3 separate regions of the Mus musculus genome follow, and all the other regions are linked to region 1. Evidence: chromatin contacts called from public Hi-C data. All regions are on one chromosome and are shown on one strand. The core of a region is the stretch at or near the end of the contact, and the rest is flanking DNA. Distances in the headings are between cores, read along the strand shown. Region 1 has its middle 9.1 kb from the start of Gm52834. Region 2 overlaps 1700028E10Rik (RIKEN cDNA 1700028E10 gene). Region 3 overlaps Stard13 (StAR-related lipid transfer (START) domain containing 13).

The links. A called contact is a pair of places that touch in the nucleus more often than the background predicts.
Region 2: a contact with region 1 is called in a Hi-C map of liver, with 2.0 times the contacts expected there. The contact joins two enhancer-like sites. A contact is called at or near these places in 2 of 484 Hi-C or Micro-C datasets (both in liver) and 2 of 9 other capture datasets (liver and pancreatic islet).
Region 3: a Hi-C map of liver shows a contact between it and region 1, with 1.9 times the contacts expected there. The contact joins two enhancer-like sites. A contact is called at or near these places in 1 of 39 promoter capture datasets (liver), 4 of 484 Hi-C or Micro-C datasets (forebrain, liver, nephron progenitors and 1 more) and 1 of 9 other capture datasets (adipose tissue).

Annotation. Positions count from the first base shown.
Region 1 is chr5:151,220,358-151,224,703 of GRCm38.p6, forward strand. It overlaps a transcript of Stard13 not described here. Among named protein-coding and RNA genes, the nearest start is that of Gm52834, 9.1 kb to the right of the region's middle. Within about 2 kb of position 2,619, at least 8 of the 459 cell types and tissues checked have an H3K27ac peak or open chromatin away from gene starts, as enhancers often do. A contact at or near this core is called in liver, where this site is marked.
Region 2 is chr5:151,407,551-151,411,896 of GRCm38.p6, forward strand. 1700028E10Rik (RIKEN cDNA 1700028E10 gene) reads left to right here. Exons shown (of 4, transcript NR_045700.1): 3 at 325-517. The region is part of intron 1 of Gm3704 (predicted gene 3704); the gene reads left to right. It also overlaps a transcript of Stard13 not described here. Among named protein-coding and RNA genes, the nearest start is that of Gm3704, 3.2 kb to the left of the region's middle. Within about 2 kb of position 2,616, at least 12 of the 459 cell types and tissues checked have an H3K27ac peak or open chromatin away from gene starts, as enhancers often do. A contact at or near this core is called in liver, where this site is marked.
Region 3 is chr5:151,078,323-151,082,668 of GRCm38.p6, forward strand. The region is part of intron 3 of Stard13 (StAR-related lipid transfer (START) domain containing 13); the gene reads right to left. Among named protein-coding and RNA genes, the nearest start is that of Stard13, 110 kb to the right of the region's middle. Within about 2 kb of position 2,084, at least 7 of the 459 cell types and tissues checked have an H3K27ac peak or open chromatin away from gene starts, as enhancers often do. A contact at or near this core is called in liver, where this site is marked.

The sequences.
Region 1 (4,346 bases), core at 1,369-3,868:
AAACATCATGCTGGTATCAAGGATACCTTAAATGGGCTCAGTTATGTTAGCCTATGTTTGGGCATGATCATCTGACACAAAGTCTGTTTTATAATGAAGTGAAAGCTACTTCATTTGTGCATACAGCTGGATGTTTCAAAGGAATGGTGGATGGGAAAACTCCAAGTACCAATATGCAAAACAAACAAACAAAACCCAACAACATTGGCAATAGCCTGTTGTCAAGGATGGGTTGACTCCACACCCATGATGGCATGCACACTCATGATGGCATGGGCACCGGCTCATGCCTGCTGCTCAAGAGAGATCAAGAGAACTCAGAGAGAAAATCAGACCACATGCTACTATATCAAGAAAAGAGCAACATTCACAACTTGGAGGGTGATTTCTATTGCAGGTGTGTCATCTTTGCACCAGCACAAAGTCATTAAGATGGGAATTACCTATGATCCAAATTTATTTAAGAACTGCAGGTATCTGCTATGGGCAGAAGACAAAGTATAAGGGGCAGTCCTGTGGCTTGCCTGCCTCTCTGGCTTTGGCTTACCCACCTGCTTCTCCCTGAGGTTTGGCAGAATGGAAGGATTGCTGATGTCACTTTCTGTGCTTCTTTACTCGAACCCTGCCCTTCCTTCACAGACTGTGATTCCAAGACTCCTCCTTCACCAAATCCACTGAATCTTCAATGGCGCTCTCAATCCATGACCACTACACTCATCATGACCACTATACTGATCATGAATATACCACTGCATCTTCAATGGCTTTCTCAATCCATGACCACTACACTCATCACTGAGGGATAGATTTTGTGTCTTTTTCGTATTTATATTCTTAAGAGAGTACAACCAATAATCTGACACAGAATACTCATTCAGTATTGTTTATCCTCATTCAGTTATGTTTAAATACAAGTTTTGGGGAATTTTTTTCAATTGGATATCTTAGAGACAACTTGTTTAGTTAATTCCACTTAAGACGTTTCCAAGTGAATGAGCTAAAATAATTTCTCTCGTTTACATAACAAAGAATCACGCACCATTTTCAACATCCTTCATTGAGCCCTAGGCCTTAAAACTAGCAACTAACAAGTTTATGTGAAACTGAGATACAAAGTAAGGTGGACATTTCTGGGAAGCTTTTAAAGTTTCTTGCTTATACTGTTGGCTTCTATTATTTTCTCTTCCCATCTTTATACCTACTCTATGGTTCTATTTATCTGCCAAAACTGCTTAAGATACCAGGAATTCAACTATCAGAACTGGGGTTTCCGGCCCTCTGATCCAAATCAGCACCCTTTCTAGTCTCCAGTTCCTTGACCTTTTTTTTCTCTTCATGATATTTATAACACTCACAATAATTTTATTATTATTTATTATTAAATTATGTATTTATTATTTTCCATCTCTACCAGTTAAATGGAAGCCATGTCAAATCATAGATTTTATTTGTTGTGTTCAATACTAAGTTAGCAGAAGATGGGGCAATGTTTCCTACTAGGTGCTAATAAATATTTGCTGAATAAATAAAGTGAATGAGAATCTTGGTATATTCTGAATATGAAGTTATGATTTGGGATTTTTAAAAAAGATATGTTGTTTTCCCTAGGTTCTTTATCAATGGCCCCCAAGAAACTTTTGTATCTTAGACAAAAGATAAATAAGATTTATTTAATTAAATGTCAACTAGGGCTGGTCCATTTTCTTTACCTTGGCCTGATGTGTGACAACTTCCTCCAAAGAAAAAAAAACCTTCCATCTTCAAGGGAAAGCTCCTCAAGACACAGAATGTTCTAAAGCAAGGTGAAGCAATCTGTCGGGAGAAGTAGATAACTCAAAAGCTTCAGGAAGTCCCTGAAACTGACCAGATTAACTATGCCCCTCCCTACACAAGCTTATTTAAGTAGTAAAGGCTTTAGAGAAATATTCTCAGGGGAGCCAAGCTACCTGGATTCCATTGATCCGATCAGCTGCTTATAAGCAGCTCAGATTCCCCTAGATGCCTGGAAAATATATTCTCCAACCTGTTGAACAGTGTTTGGGTTTTATGAGCCATCACTCATGCTAAGGTGGGCTTTGGCGATGCTATGTTTGAGTCAGGTAAGTAAACTCTCACTCATACTCTTATAAGTAACCTCCGTAAAATTCATCCCACCAAGTTCGACTTTGCTGATGTCAGTATTTTGGTCTGCCCTTGGTTCCTTACTGGATCAGTAGATCTTTGTTTGTATCTCTCCAGGAATAGTGTCACACAACACGTTATAATAACAGTCATTCATTTTCTTTAGTTATAAGATGAGAGGGAGGGTAGAAGGCAAAGTGAACACTGGCATAATGACACTAGTCAATCCATCAGAGACTGGATAGCACAAGGCATGTCTATTATTAGATCTTGGTGATAACACAGGTAGGACTTGAAGTAGCCATTACCATGCAGAGCCATTTCAGTCACCCCCAGAGTGAAATACCAGGTACAGTCTATAGTCAAAGAGACAATTAAATCACCTGGAAAAGTTTTTTAAAACACATTCAACCTCCTTCTCTCCATCCCTCAGACACAATAGATCTGGTGAGGACATGGCCTGGATTTCAGGAAACCTTATCAACAGGTCTGGTGTGCTGTTTATTTTGGGAGCTGTCAGTTCAATAAACAGTAACTGACTGGCATGGATAGAGCTGAGCTCACATGGACAATGGTGACCAGAAGAGCAAGCATGGGGTAGAAGTTAGAGTTCAAATTCCCTCTGCCATTTTCTGACTATTGGACCTTTAGGAGTCATGTGAATTTTCTTTTCTTCCACCGTACAATTAATGTAATAGAGATCACTATGCCCATTGTGGCCCTCCATACGTGCATCTTTGTGAGAACCTGTTGATTTTCTAAGCTACTTTTCTAGTAATGAACAAACATAGAGCTGCAAAGCACTACACAAATGTTCAGGGTCATCATGAATCATTGTTATTATTACAGTAGTAACCCAAAGATGCCGAAATGCCATGCAAAACTCCCTCAGTTATGCCCTGGGTTGTCTTGAAGCAGCTGTGGCACAGGACTCTGGAAGTAGTATTACTCCCTTGTCCCTAGGACACCCATGAAATGTCATGACGCCTTCAGTGCTAGAGACTAGGAACAGGGTCTGGGTCTTTGTACCCTCCGAGCCTCACAAATGTGTATGTTGAGCAAGTCACTTGACTTCTCCAGGCCCTGGCTTCTCCACTATGAAGTGAGGAAGGCAACTGAACATGCAGGTATTGGGCTGCTCCCCAGGCAAAGTATTTATGGGTGTCATGAGGTTGAAACTTCCCAGGCTCAGATTGCATTCACTGAACCCATGCCCAGAGGTTGCTTTTTCTCAGAGGAAGTGTACCTCTGTCTGCATCATCAGCCTGTTAAGAAGCCTTTTTCCAACAGGCAGTAAAATTCTGTGTGTGTGAACAGTTGTTCCGGTGGTGCCTACCAGGATGTCTGGACACTAAATAAGAAAAGAAGGGAAATGTTTAGCAAGGTGTTGGACACTCAGCAGGACACATTCCAAGGTAGCTGTTAATAGAATGTTAATAGAATGACATCCGTTGTTATGTATTGTAATGCTAAATACTGGTTCTGAAGATTTGGCTGCCCCCTGATGAGGGGCATCAGGATCAGGATCTCCTTAGCAAGTACACCAAATGGTGCTATATAACTTTGCTCCTTGATTTAAAACTGTTGGTTATGTAAAGAAGAAGAGAGGTAGGCAGAGTTTCAGTTCCTGGGCTTGGGGTCTGGGGCAGAGACCACGAAGAGGAAAAGAAAGAAAAGAGAAGGGAGAAGACTCCATGGGTAGGTGGATCATGAGAACACAGCCATTGTTCTCAATGCCTGGCCAATTGAAGAAGACAGGGAAGTAGACATAATAGCATAGAGGGTTGATATCAGCCCAGCGCCAGTCTTTTAAGGCTTATTATAAATATAAAATTGTATGTCTTTTACTAGGGAACTAAATATTAAAGGTGGGGTAGGAACTCCCAATGGTTACTTACCACAATAGATATCAGTAGTGCACTCACGGGATGAGAACACAACACTCATCCCTAATGCTGGTACTAAGCTGGGGCAGCTGGCATGCCCCTAGGAACAGTGTGAGGCCCAGAGACAGATAGAACCATGAAAGTCATCATTAGATCCAAGCATGAATCCAGGAGACATTTCAACAGTGGCCCTATGGTTTAAATTGTAAATAACAACAGCACGGCTATGACCATCTAATTTACTACAGACTTATTGGAACATCAGGCTTGTTAGAGATGTTCTATGAAGTAGCCATTTCATGCTTCCCTTGTGCTCAGAACTAGATCCACAAAAGCCAC
Region 2 (4,346 bases), core at 1,366-3,865, 190 kb after region 1:
CTTGTTTCCCTCTTGCCTATATTGGAAAGACTTCAAATATATTTTATTCATGCTGCAACCTGACTTATACCTCTAAGCTAAGCATTCTAAGAGGCGTCAACCCAGAGCATCTGAAATGTTTTGCCAAGGACCTGTCAGAACACCTTGAGAAAACAAACCACCCCATGATTCTAGTCTTACACAACATTAGTGATCTCACAGCTAAAATATGTCTGAACCATCCAATGGTAGAGGCTACTCAACAAATGCACAGACCTTTTCTTGTTGTTGTCGATAGATATTTTCTGAATTCCTTGAACTATTTCTAAACCATTGTATTTTCAGGTAATAGCTATCTTTAAAAGATTCTGTCCTGGGGATTGGAGAGATGGCTCAGCAATTGCAGAAGACCAGGGTTTGATTCCCAGCACTACATGGTGGCTCACAACCATCTGTAATTCTGATTTTAGGAGGATATGGTATCTTCTTCTGGCCTCTGTGGGCACTGAACACATGTGGTTCATATAAATACATGCAGGTAATAATCCTAGACTCCTAAAAATAAATCTTCAAATAAAATAAAGACTCCAGAACCCTTTATCCCAAAAACATTAATATGTGAGTGTCCTTTTCCCCTTTTGCATATAATAAAGTGCCTGAGAGCCTTGTTTTGGGAGAGTGAAGGCCAATGAGCAGTGTACCCTGTTGCTGGTTTTCTTATTGTATAATCACGTGACTATTTTCAGTGGTGATGAAAGAAACACCCTGTCACATGCTTATGCCTAGCTCTCTCCTGACTGGTCCATGAGGGTGGGTGTTTTTTTTGAGTCTGGAATAATTTATCATCCTGATAGCTAAACTCTGGTGCCACGCACACTGGAAAATGCCACGCACTCTGGTCAAGTCTGCTTGACAGGCTGAGAAGCCTGAAAGCACTCACTCTGAAAAGTGTGAGTTTCACAGAAACTCACCTCCTGGAGCTTTGGCATTCTCATTAACCTATATACTCATACCCTATTCCCGAGTTAGTCTGGTATATGGAACTACGAGCTCTCTTTTAATATTTTATTATAAATGCCTTTTAAGATTAAATTCTGATATAGTTAAGTCTCCTCAGTGTTCCAAGGTCTCAGAAGCCTATGAGCGTAGAATCCAGTAGGAATGCAGTAAAGAGGTTACCTATTCAGTAACTAATTAAGCATTACAAAAGATGGAGTCAGTGGCTGGGAGCTGGTCTGCAAAGTATTTGCTAGGGACTGTGGCAAATCGCACCCAAACAAGAGAATACCATGAAAGAGCCAGGGAATCCCACTGAGATAGAAATCTTCAGTACAGGCTACATTGTATATTAGAAGCAAGATTGATGAATTCTCCTAACAAATGGAGATTCTCTAGATACTTAAAAGTTACACTCATATAAGAATTTAGCAAGGCCTAGGAAATAGGGGGGTTGTGATATTGCATTATTCATGAGGCCTGCCAAGAGCAGAACACACCCCCCCCCCCCCCCCCCCCCGTGCTAGCCTTCACAAGGATCAAAGGTAGAGCACTAGAGTGTGAAATCCTTACCTGTCACTAAGCTGACCCTAGGCAGGACTGCTTTATCTTCTTTACTGTAAACATTTACCTGGTTCCTGTAAATCCTTTTGAAATCATTCCTTTGTTTTGTGTCAGGCAACTTCAATGTACTTTGCCTGCTGTGACTCCCGGACCCCTTGTATTTTCTGTACTATATAACACTGGTGTTTACTTTGTGAGAATACATTCAGATCACCCACCAACACCTTGCCCACCTGCCCCAGAGACTCGTTCCATGCAGACAAAGGGACCCAGAGGGTCTGCTGCACTCTGGGTCCTTCTAGTGCCAGAGCTCCTGAATAGCCCACACATTTCTTTTTCCTTCAACTGCAATCTACCCCTTAGAAATAAATGAGCTTTCCCTAAGCCCTGTAATTAGAATTCAAATGTAATATTCAAATAGCCTATAATTAGAATATAAATAGCCTCTAAGTAGCCCATGCAAATGAAGGTATTAATGAATTACAAATCACTAAAGGAAATAAAGGGGGTGGCAGGCCATCCCTATGCTGGTCCCCTCCAGCCATGCAGTTGTGTTCAACAGCCTGCTAGAAGTCAGGGTCTTTTGGCTGGGACAGACCTCAAACTTGCTTCAATAAGGGAAAAAAACAAAAAAAAACCCAAAACATGTTTTATATAATTCACAAATACCCCTGACACACACACACACACACACACACACACTACAAAATTTTTTGGTTCGTTTTGTTTGTGGTAGGTAGGGAAAGAACCCCCCCCCCCCCACACACACACACACACGTACACACTCCTTCCACACTGCTGCTTATTAAGTAAAACAATTCTTCTATGGCATTCCTACTGTGTTTTTAGAACTATTTTAGATACACGCTTTCTTTCATTGAATTTTCCAGGAGAAGACATGAAAGACCATTCTCATTCTCACTTGTAGACAGAAGAAAGCAGGACTCTAGAAAACCGACTTGTCCAATCTTGTAATTTTGGTAGTAAAACGTTGCTACATCCCAAACAGCTCACTGGAACAGAAATAGACTGTTAATGTTTTTTGGTCATGCCAATATAAAAGAGGAAAATAAATATTGACTCTAAGAATTAATCTCAAGGTTCAACTATTGCAACATAAGGGTAGATTTGGCTCTCACCTGTCAGTTGTAACTCCCATTCTGACCCCGCCCCCAGGCCCTTTGAAACTAATGCTTTATCTCTTACCACTTTATGCCTTTCTTCTCTCTTTTTTTTTTATTTTTTCATTAAATTTCAAATTAGCACAAAATATGCACAAGAAGGTAGCTAGAAGGATGATCATGTTAATAAGTTGGTGAGAGTTGTTGAGGCAGTCTTTGTGGATAGGGAACACACATTTACATGAGTGTACCTGTGTGTGTGCAGGTTTGCGTGACATGCTCTGTGTGTGAAGGCACAAGGACCAAGCCTTTCTTAATGGCTTCCCCTCAGGTCTCTCACTGAACCCAGAGCTCATGGAGTCAGCTAAACTAGCTGACCAGTACGAACTTCTTACTCGAGCCTCCTTAGTACTGGGATTATGGGTTCATTTGGCAATGCCTCGTTTCTCTTCCTTTGCTGTGATAAATACACTCTGACTAAAAGCAAAACAGCAACTTAGAGGAGGAAAGAGTTAATTTGGCTTAATCAGAAAACATGAAGGAATGCAGTTTGCTCGCTCTCTCTCTCTCTCTCTGTCTCTCTCTCTCTCTGGCTCCTGCTTTGTTAGCTTTCTTATATAGTGTAAGATGCACTGATCAGAGCATGGTGCTGCCCAGTGACTGTGCCCTTCTACACAAGACAATCAAGACAATCTCTTCACTGGCATGCCCACAGACCACCCTGATAAAGACAATTCTTTAACTGAAACTGTTTTTCAGGTGATTTTAGGCAGTATCAAATTTATAGTGAGTGCTGAGACACTAAACTAAAGCTATCTTTTTTTTTTTTTTTTTTTGATGGTTATACCAGGAGAGATGGATAGCAGTCTATAGGGTAGAAACTAAGGATTGTGAATAAAGTAAAAGCTTTTTTTTTAAAAATCTGAATTTAAAAATCTATGAGTGGAGGGCAGAGTTGAGGGAAGAAGAAGGAAGAGGAGAGAGATCTCGAGGGAAATGTTCAATATCTGTGGCACAAGAAGAGACCACGGAGACAGTGTGCTAATAGAGTAATCAGCTGCTGAGAAGGTGACTACAAAAAACTGAACTTCCAGTGTTCCAGGCACCCTGAGGGAACTTCTCAACAACCCTACAGAATAGTGAATGAATATGAGGAGCACTGTTCATACACCAAAGATCAGAGACCCCACATAACCTGCCCTGGGACACAGCCAGTCAGCAGCACTGCTGGGTAGGAAAAACATCTGGTTGAACCTGGTGTTCCAAAGAGCTGATGGGGGAGTTGGGGTGCCAGGATACTACAAGAGAGTTCTGGGAATAAGCAAACATGGGTCGCAGGTCGATACTTGCTTCTGAATAACTAAGGCCTAGAATAAGGAAGGCTGATTTTGACTGAGGCAAAAGGTCAGAGTGAATTTATACAAGAACAAAGTTTTGTCAGAGAATGACTATTTAGTTCTAAATAGCTGTCCTGTAGTGCATGCTGGGAAGAGATGCAGCACAGCTTTTTGCTGGAGAAGGAAGAGCAGGCCTGACGTTCTCACACACGCCTGTGTGCAAACAGCAGGTACTGCTGTACTGTGAGAGTCTCTTGAACGCCAATAACAAGTTGGCATTTTGAATAGTGCACACAGACAACACACATGCACACGTACAAATAGAACACTACACACATATAAATTTCAC
Region 3 (4,346 bases), core at 834-3,333, 140 kb before region 1:
TAGGACAAAATTTAAGTGGCCTTGAGTGTGTGATGACTTTTTGTTTTCAACATCAAAGGTGCATCCAAGTGACAAGATGTAAAAGTTCTGATCATACAGAGGATGAGATGACTGGAAGGAGACCTGAAGAAAACGTTTCTGAAATGTTTATCTGAATCTGATCAATTATACAGTGTGTTCAAATAACCTTAAAACCCACAATAAGAAAGCAAATGGCCCAGTTTAAAGATAGTTTAATTATTTTTATCACAACTATCTTCATCATAAAAAGGGACGTTGTAGTAAAATATAATCAGCATTGGGCTGAAGAGATGGCTCAGTGGCTAGGAGTGCTTGCTACCTCTGAAGGCTCACAACTGCCTGTACCCCACCCCCACAGGCTCTGATGCCATCTTCTGGCCTAGAGGTATGGCACTCACGTGTGGGTGCAAATGAAGAGACACACACAGACACAGATATGAAGAGGTCAGTTCCGAGCTGTTGGAAAATTCCACCAGACCCCCGAGCACATAGGCACCCCTCCCCTCCTGGAAGAGACAGGTCAGAGAGCATGTAGGCTGGAAGGGAGAGGCTGAGCAAGCCCCCACTACCTCATCCCCTAAAGATCAATCAGTTTAAAGGGTGCACTGTTCCACCAATCATATTGTGCCTAGTTGCTGATGCTCCATTTTGCCCCTGGAAACTGTATAAAAACTCGCTGAATGGGCTACCCAGGGTTGCCACCTCTCCTTCTGGTGTAGTACGACCCCAGTGCACTGGAACAATAAATTCCTCTTGCTTCTGCATCAATCCCTGGCTCCGTGTTGTTCACACGGGGGTCCCCAGTAACTAAGGCTTGGCAGAGTCTTACAGATACACACACACACAGAGGGACACAGACATATACACAGACATGTACACTCATACCCACACATGCAGATATATACATATTATACCCCCAGACACCAACACAGGGACACACACATAGGGACACAAACATATACACAGATACACAGAGACACACACATATACATAGATCTACCTACACACACACACACACACACACACACACACACACACACACACAGAGTAATATAGACACAGACAGACAGACACACACACACACTCAAAGGCACACACATAGACACATACATACACACAAATACAGGGACACAGACACAGTCATATACACAGACATACACACTCACACACACACACACAGGGACATAAAAACAGATATACATCACACAGAGATACACACACAGACCTACAGATATACACAGACACACAGAGATATACACACAGATACACATTCACACACAAACACACAAGGATACAGACACAGAGAGGGACATACACATAAACACACACACAGACCCACACTCAGATACAGACACAGAGGGGGACATACACATAGAAACACACAGACACACACACATAGACATAAACACACACAGTGACACACAGATATACTCAAAGACACAGACACACAGATAAAATGAAATAAGACACAACGTAAAGTGTTCAGTATAACATGTTAATTGCAAATTAAAGCAATCATGAGTTCCACTGCTTCTTTAAACAGTGCTACTGAGAGAGCGAGGGTCAGGAGCGCTCACCCACTGCTGCTGACAATGGGACATGGCTCAGGTGAGACAGCTGAACAGGTCATTACTGCGAAACACACCCGTTGGTATTCACCCAAATGGGTTTAAGATTTATTTCCACGTGTAAATGTGTACACACTCAGTGTTTACAGCCACTTTAGTCATCACTAGTGAAATTCAAGAGCAATCAAGATGTCCGGTGGCTGGAAAGATGAACTATGGTATAACCAGACAACAGAGTGGTAATTAGAAGTGAGTTATAAAGACACAGAAGGCACAGTAGACACTTAAGTGACTATTAAAGGCCAATATGAAAAGGCTGTAAATTGTGATTCTAATTAGAAAGCATTGTGCAAGAGTTAAAGTTATGGAGGCAGTCCAAAGACCAGAAGTTGCCAGAGACTAGGGAAATGGAGGGACGCCTAGGCAGAGCAGAGGGTTTTTAGGGCAGTGAAATGGATGCGAATGCCACAGTGGTGCATGTCTGTCACTATACACCCGTCAAAAGCACAGAATTTAAATAGAAAGCAGTGCTGTAATTCACCCTGTGTACTTCATGCTGTAATGGGTGGACTGCCCTTTGGCAGATATTGATCGTGGTAGAAATGTATGTGAGGGCAAGGGGCAAATGTGGGCACTGTGCATCAGTTAAAGTTTGTTATGAACCTCAAAGGGCTCTAAAAGCAGTCAATTTGAAAAGATACCATTTGTATTATAATGATTATTATTTATTGGGCTTTGGAATTAAAGATATAAAGTGATGTGCATTTATTTTTCAGAGATTGTTTTCGTTGCACATGTATTGTGTGCATGTTCTCATGGGTGTATGTGCACATGTGTTTGTAGTGCATGGCTGTGTATATGTAGGCCAAAGGTTAACATTGAGTGTCTTCACCTCCTCATCTTACGTATTAAGGTAAGACCTCTCCTTTGAACCCAGAGTTCATCAACTCTGTCTAGATGGGCGGTTTTCACCCTTCCTAATGCTGTGACCCTTTAATACAGTTTCTCATGTTGTGGTGACCCCCAACCATAGCATTACGAATTGTAATGTAAATATCTGTGTTTTCCAATGGTCTTAGGAGAGCCCCCGAAAGGGTCCAGATTACCAGCTTGTCCTGGGGCTCTCCTATCTGTGTGTCCCGTGTATTAGATTACAGAAGGGTGGTCATGCCTACCTGAGTTTACACGGGCACTGTCTCCAGCTCAGTGGTCTGGATAGATTTTGTCTATCCACTGTATGCTAATTAGCTCTTAATCCAGTGTGCAAAATTATCATCATTGGAGGCATTTTGACATTTTGGGTATAGGGGCTGGAGAGATGGCTCAGCAGTTAAGAGCACTGACAGCTCTTCTGGAGGTCCTGAGCTCAAATCCCAGCAAGCACACGGTAGCTCCCAACCATCTGTAATGAGTGAGATCTAACACCCTCTTCTGGTGTGTCTGAAAACAGCTATAGTGTACTTACATATAACAAATAAATAAATCTTTGAAAATTAAGTACACAATAAACTAACAAGATATCAAAAACAAACTTTAAAAAAAATGGTTTTAGAGCTTTATTGTAGAAAGGCAGGGAGAAAGGAGAGAAGGTAGAAAGAGAGAGGCCAGCCACGGCCATGTGGAGAGAGTAGGAAAGGGAGAGAGAAAAGGAGGGCTAGAGAGTAAGAAAGGTGAGGGTTAAAGAGCCAAACTTTTTTTTTTTAAAGAAATGTTGGGTATAATTTCAATCTTCTTATAAACAGACCATCCTGAATCCTGTAAACCATGAGAGAAGAAAATACTCTTTAGGGTAACTGTCTGACACTATGCATCTCTTCATGGTGTGATAGAGCATTGTTGATTTGTGAATTATTTCTCATATGGTGAGGTAAACAACGGTGACCTTTGTAAGCACCCAGACTGGGTGCAACATACATTGTAGAGATAGATGATAGCCTCTCTCAGATTTGGCTTCTGTAGGTAAGAAATATACCATATACCAGAAATATTCACTATACTCTGTCAAAACTGCTATAAAACTCTGGTGTGAGTGAAGCCAACCTTCAGTGAGGACAAATACAACTTAAATTTAATTATAAGTAATAAGACAAACTCTCGAATGGTCCTCGTTGGTCTTTTTATGATTGCCTGGCAGACTGTTCCAACGTGAATAAAAATTTTAATTATAGAATGTATTTTGCCATCCACAAATGGACTGGACTGGAGCCTCTCCCAAGCTTATACCATAATTTATTCTTCTTATAATTTTCAGAAGCCTAGAACAGTGGTTCTCAGCCCTCTTAATGCTGTGACCCTTTAATATAGTCCCTCATGTTGTGGTGACTCTCAACCATAAAATTATTTTTGTTGTACTTCATAACTGAACTTTTGCCTACTGTTGTGAATCATAATGTAAATATCTGTGCTTTTTGATGGTCTTAGGCCACCCCTGTGAAAGAGTCATTCAACTCCCAAAGGGGTCATGCCCCACAGGTTGAGAACCACTGGCCTGAAATGCAATTCTATATGAACACTGCATGAACCTATGGTATCTGCAGATCACTGCTGTTGTCTTGGTGCAGTCAGACCACAGAACCCATCAGCACCGAACACCATAGCCTATGAGCTGCACCCGGTTTGCCTCTACTGGGGACCAAAGTGAGTTAGTTCAATGGATGGTAAGGGAACAGTTCTGGGCCATTGGTATTGCCTCTTTCAGAGAAGGACTCAGGCTTCTTGGGAGGACCATTGGCTCAAGGGAGTCAAACGCAGGTGACA